2 separate regions of the Mus musculus genome follow, and region 1 is linked to region 2. Evidence: chromatin contacts called from public HiChIP or PLAC-seq data. All regions are on one chromosome and are shown on one strand. The core of a region is the stretch at or near the end of the contact, and the rest is flanking DNA. Distances in the headings are between cores, read along the strand shown.

What was found. HiChIP or PLAC-seq counts read pairs in DNA pulled down with a chosen protein or histone mark.
Region 1: a contact with region 2 is called in an H3K27ac HiChIP or PLAC-seq map of VIP interneurons, with 7 times the contacts expected there. The contact joins the enhancer-like site here to the promoter of Prrxl1 in region 2. A contact is called at or near these places in 10 of 39 promoter capture datasets (the 3T3-L1 cell line, Sertoli cells, embryonic stem cells and 3 more), 3 of 15 datasets of contacts at CTCF or cohesin (hippocampal excitatory neurons, pro-B cells and stem cell-derived epiblast-like cells), 50 of 484 Hi-C or Micro-C datasets (B cells, ECoMG myeloid progenitors, the HL-1 cell line and 28 more), 16 of 115 datasets of contacts at active chromatin or transcription factors (VIP interneurons, astrocytes, bone marrow-derived macrophages and 10 more) and 2 of 9 other capture datasets (embryonic stem cells and embryonic trunk).

What each region holds. Positions count from the first base shown.
Region 1 is chr14:32,967,711-32,970,518 of GRCm38.p6, forward strand. The region is part of intron 54 of Wdfy4 (WD repeat and FYVE domain containing 4); the gene reads right to left. Among named protein-coding and RNA genes, the nearest start is that of Lrrc18, 22 kb to the right of the region's middle. Within about 2 kb of position 1,466, at least 3 of the 459 cell types and tissues checked have an H3K27ac peak or open chromatin away from gene starts, as enhancers often do. A contact at or near this core is called in VIP interneurons, where this site is marked.
Region 2 is chr14:32,598,147-32,601,045 of GRCm38.p6, forward strand. Prrxl1 (paired related homeobox protein-like 1) reads left to right here and starts at 1,262. Exons shown (of 7, transcript NM_001347590.1): 1 at 1,262-1,400; 2 at 1,800-1,918. The coding sequence starts at 1,885.

The DNA.
Region 1 (2,808 bases), core at 216-2,715, 370 kb after region 2:
AGGTTGCCTCTGCTTCTGGGGGCCAGATGAGGAAACAGAGGTTCAGAGTGAGTCAGTAATTTTACAGACAAGTGATTACGTGGGGGTGGGGGGCACATGTGTGTCGGCCTCTCAGTCACATCGACTCCTAGGACCTGGGGAGAAGCAATAGTCAGTCCCTTTGTAGTCGTCCAGCAAGGGGCCCAAGTGTCCTTATGCCTGTCTGCTCCTTTTAATCTTCTTGAATCTGAAGCAGCCCCTCGGACTGTGAGTATGCAAAGGTTTCAAATGGCAAAAGACAGCCAAGCTAGCAGGCTCAGCAGATCTGGGGTCTTAGTGGATATGCTCCTGGTCTGTTAAATGAGAAACTCTGGTAGTGGCACCTTGGAATCTGCATTTTCTCACACACCCCCATCCAAGAAGTCTCATGCATACTTAAGTTGGAGATGTATTACACAATGAGAGACTTGAAAAAAAGCACTCCTTAAACCAGATTGGAAAGAAAGACTGCAAGCCAGGTCATTATATAAAAAGTGTTCAAACTTTTGTTGTTTTATATTGAGAAAGGGCTGTTAACAACATAGCCTAGGCTAGTCTTGAACTCGTGAACCTCCAGTCCAAACTGGAATTACAGTGTTAGAACTATCAGCATGAGCCACTGGGTCTGACTAAAGATGTGCATCAGCATCAGGCTGACAGGTTTGGCAGAGAGCACTTTTACCCGTTGAGTTTTCTGGCTGGCATAAAATGTGACTTTTTCAGACCTATGGATATGATATAAGTTCATGCCCTATGGTGTCTTGGGGACTTGCTCTAGACCTTCAGGCTTGGGCTATTTGGTCTTAGGCTTCATGGCTGGCTTTGAAGACAGTTCTTTCCAGATATCTTAAGGGGCCAGGTTCCTCCTGGGCCCAGTGCTCCTGGCTATAGTGAAGACTCCACCCCAAGCATCCCAGAGAGATACCTGAGCTGGTTCTATTTGAATATGCCTGCCATTCCTTAGCGTCTGCCAGAGGAGCTCAGAGGTGGCACTCCGGATGGGGCTGGGCTGGCTCAGCAAGGACAGAGCTCCAGCCCTGCCTGGCAGAGATAAACTGCTCACTCTTTTGGGTCAAGTAGACTGAGCATCATTTTTCAAAGCTGTCATTTTGCCTGGTCACAGCTATTAAAAAATTTTGCTACAAGCTCCCATTTGTCCTCAATGGATCCTAATGAGACATCAACCAGATGGTGGTGGCAAATCTCTGGACATGACCCATTGAAGTTTGAGTTGTCTCAAAAGCATGAAAACAGAGGAAAAAAAGAGATTGACAAGAATCCTCTGACCTTCAGAATGACCTGAGTCTGATGATGAAGTTCTGACCATGAAAGACATAACACCACCAAAGGACACATGCAAAGGGACCCTGACAGTCCCTGAGGTGGGTAGTCTGGGGCTTCAGAGAGTATGGCTCTGAGTCTGAGTGGCAGCACAGGCTGCATTGTGGACTCAATCAGTCTGCTTTGTGCAGAGAGGACTGTGTGCACGGCATGGTATGGCATTGCCTACATAGGCATGGTTTGCTGACATCCATCGGCCCAGAAACTACAGCGTCAGGGGACATCCAGTGCACACCATCTTGAAAGGCAGGAGACCCAAGGCAGAGCCCAGCAGTTCTAATGTGCACCCAGTGGGCTCTTTTGTCTTCCTTTCCTTTCTTCCGTCTCCTTTCTTTTTTTCACTTTCTTTTCTTCTTTTTCTTTGCAGAATGCATGTAACTAAAACGACTTTGTTATATCATCCTATGTCTAGCAAAATATAAATACAACGCAGTAAAATCAAACCTCTCAAAAATAATTTCCCATGACAGCCTGTTGTGGCAAGGTGGGTAGACTCAGTTAATTGTTGATGGCATTGGAGAGCTATAGGGTAGTTTTGGAAAACTTTGTATGATTGCTCAGTAACCCTCTTCAAACTACATCATAAGGAAACAATTAGTCAGAAGCAAACAGCGCATATATATATATATATATATATATATATATATATATATATATATGACATGTCTTCTGTGGCACTGTTGAAAATGGTTAAAATTTGCAAATAACCTAATTGTCTAGTTTTAGAAGAAATGGTTTATTAAACCGTGGTACACTGACATAACAATTGAAATGTAATTTTATGGAAATGGAATCATCTGGAACAATTGAAATGCAAATTATAGAGGCTGTAGAAAAATGAAAACAATTTGATAAGCTAGCTGAAAATGGAACAAAAATATCTGTATAAGACTTGGAAAGGTATAAATATGCATATAGGGGTCGGTAGTGTGCAGAGATGAAAAATTTTTATAGAGAAAGCAAAGAATTTCTTATTTTTAAAATGAATTTAAAATTGCCTTTAATGTTTCACGTGTTTGAAAACAAACACATTGTGAACTGTATTGAAACTATTTCATAAAGACATCAAGGAATACAGGTCAAGGACAGGCCCCCTTTGATGAACAGCTGGAGGTCTCTGTTCTCAGCCTGCTGTGGGCTCAGTCCATGGCACCTGTCTGAAAAAGTTCCATTTCCTGGATTTATGAACTTGAGACACTTGGCTTCTTTCTTTCTCTTTTTCCTTTTCCTTTTCCTTTTCCTTTTCCCTTTCCCCTTTCCCCTTTTTCCCCTTTCCCCTTTTTCCCCTTTCCCCTTTCCCCCTTTCCCCCTTTCCCCCTTTCCCCCTTTTCTCCTTTCCTTTCCTTTCCTTTCCTTTCCTTTCCTTTCCTTTCCTTTCCTTTCCTTTCCTTTCCTTTCCTTTCCTTTCCTTTCCTTTCCTTTCCTTTCCTTTCCTTTCCTTTCCTTTCC
Region 2 (2,899 bases), core at 12-2,511:
TCCTGGCTGTTTTCCCAGGGGTGTCCACTGGCCGGCCAGAGCCTCAGCACTCAGTTCTCCAGCTCCGCGCTACTTGCCCCGGTCGCTGGTCCACGAGTGGGCCCGCCAGGCCTTTTGTTTCCAAAGCTCTGTGTCTTTAAGATCAAGGGTGGATCTCAGGCCGGGCAGGGACCCGACCCACCACTCCGCCAAGGCTCTCAAACGCAGCATTAGAATGTTTATAAAATATTCAATTTATGTAGTCTGTCCAAGAAGCCATTGTCCCAAAATAAAATCGGCAGTCTAGACGGAACACAGACACCAGAACTTATCAACAGTTGTCTGATTCGCATCTTCTGATGCATCTTGAGTGGGTCATAATACCAACTTTATTTTCAGTGGTGCATAAATTAATTACACGCATTTAATAACCAAAATATCATTATATTCCCCCTTTAATATCATAAAGGCTTTCCGCCAGGGAAGCACTTAATAGTGCAGGGGGCCGTAACGGGCTATTATCCTGGTGTAATGCTATTACAGAACCAATTATGCGCCATTAGACTTGCTTTTTTTGCAGTTTATGTGATTTGATCCAATCCCGCGCCCCTGACTTGAAAATTTCAACCCGGTACTTTAGAGTTTAATTTTCACCCAGGCAGAGAGAAGGGCGGTCTCTCTCCGCTGAGTGTCTGCCTCGGATGCATTTTAAAAGTAATTGCGAAGGGTCCCACTGCATATCATTTGCAGGGAGAAGCGAACATAAATTCAGGGACCCCTTGCTGAGAACAAAATCAAACTTTCCTTTTGTACGATCGCTTGGAAAGGGAAGCCGTGTGCAAAGAGTACCCCCAAAACCCATCCGGCGGCGACAATTAGCAGCGCTTTGGTAATTTTGCAGTCCTGGAGTCTCCAGGCCTCTGACAAGGGCGAGCCCAAATCCAATCTCACTCAGAGAAAGAAGGGTTGAGACTGAGGGGGCCCAGAGGGCTGGGGTTGGGGTGAGTGTTTAAAACATAATCTCTTTTGGGTGGGGGATGATATTGGTAGCTGTTGTTTTTATCTTCGTTTAAAAGAAAAAAAGGGAAAAACATTCCTGATGTTTGCTGAGAAGTGACGGATTTTTTTTTTTTTTTACACCACGTGGGCCATTTGTAAGGCCCAATAGACCTATCCAAGTTACTCGCTGTAGACAGCGCTGGAAATAATCAGATTAAGGCCAATTATGCGTGAGATTATAAAGGCGAGTGCTGAGCGGCGGCGCGCGCTGTAGACAGACAGCAAGACATCTGGCCACTTCCCCAGTCACTTCTCTGGTCCTGCGGGCGCCAGCAGCGCCAAGCCCCGCCCGCCGCCAGCCGAGCCCCGCGTGCGGACTAGAGGCGAGCGCACTCCGGCCTTCTCGCCCGCCTCCCGCAGAGGTAGGCAGGGTTCCCGTGCTGCTCCCCCGGCTCCCTGCGCTGGGCCTTGGGACTTCACCGGCTTTTGGCCCGAGCTGCTGCGCTTGCAGATGGCCTTGCGCGATCGCCGGACCCAGCTGCGGTGGCCAAGTGCAGGGCTTGTGGTTGGGACCCCTGAGAACCAGGAGCCAGACTGTGCCCAGCTTGGTGAGGGCGCGGTTGTCCAGCAGCAGGACCTATGCCGAAGGCTGACCGTAGGGTCGTGGCTTGGGAAGGGAGGTGCAACCACTTCTCCCACCATCCCCGCGGTGGCCCCAGGGGACCAAGGGCTTCGGGAAGGGCTTAGTAGGAGGAGCACTCCCTGTGATCCTCGGGGTGTGCGGGCAGGAGACTCAGGCTCTATTGCTGTTTGCTTTGCAGCCAGGCCGGAGCCACGCACAGGCACAAGTCTGCCAGGCCGCTACCAGCCCTGGTCCAGCCATCAGGGCCCATCCGACCGTCGGCGATGTTTTATTTCCACTGTCCGCCACAGCTAGAGGGTGAGTAAGCGCCGCTTTCCCGGGCTGTTTGGCCAGGCCAAGCTAGCCAAAAGGGCCGGGCCACAAAAGGGTTGATAAGTATTGGGGTCTTCGCCCCACAAGGTGGCAGCCTCTTGGCAGGGTTTAGGGGTACCCTTAGCCCCCCCCTACATCCAGCTCCATCCCTCCGCCCTGGTGCCACCTGCCTCCCACCTCCCTCTCCGCCTGGGTCGCGCTGCCCCGGGCTATGGGTGCCTCAGGGACGCCTGGTCCTCCCAGCACAGATGCTGGTGTCACGCCTCTAATCGGGGCTCCTCCGCCCAGGGGGCCCGCATCAATCTTTCACGGTGTTTTGCTAACATCCCAGAAAACCAAAGCAAGTTGAACTGCCCTCTGAGTCCTGGGCTCCACTACGTGTCAGGAAGGGCCTACTCTCACCCTGGGCGTTGGCAAGAGTGCTCCGGGATCGCACACGAAATTCTGGACAACTTAAAGTCAGTTTCTAGCGGCAAAGCTGTCCCTGGATGCAAGCTCCCTGATAGTTACCTGTCAGGAGTGTCCAGGAATAGTTTCATCTCAGCGATTTACTGAATTTCTGACTACAAATGACCAGCTCGTCAGCCCCCAGGACCAGGGTCTGGTTGTTTAAGGTCTCTAGACCTTAGGGGGGAAATGCCTTTCCCTATTCCTGGTGTGTTTTCTTCTCCCAGTTGTTAAGTGGGGCAGGGGTAGTGAGAAGTGAGAGAAGCTTGCATCCCTGGGTGTCTCTAACCAGGGCCTGGGAACCAAAGGGTGAGTTCTTCCTGGCAGTGATCTGTAGCGTCAGGTGTACATACTCCCCCCCCCCTCGCTCCCCCCCCCCCCCCCCCGTGCTTGTGCTGTGGTTTGGAGGAGACACTCAAAGGTTTATAATTCCGGGACACTTGTCCACCTTGCTGTAGGTTGCCTTGAGCAGTCTTCAGTCTCAGCCACGATTTGGGAAAGTTTGTTTTCATTTTCTAT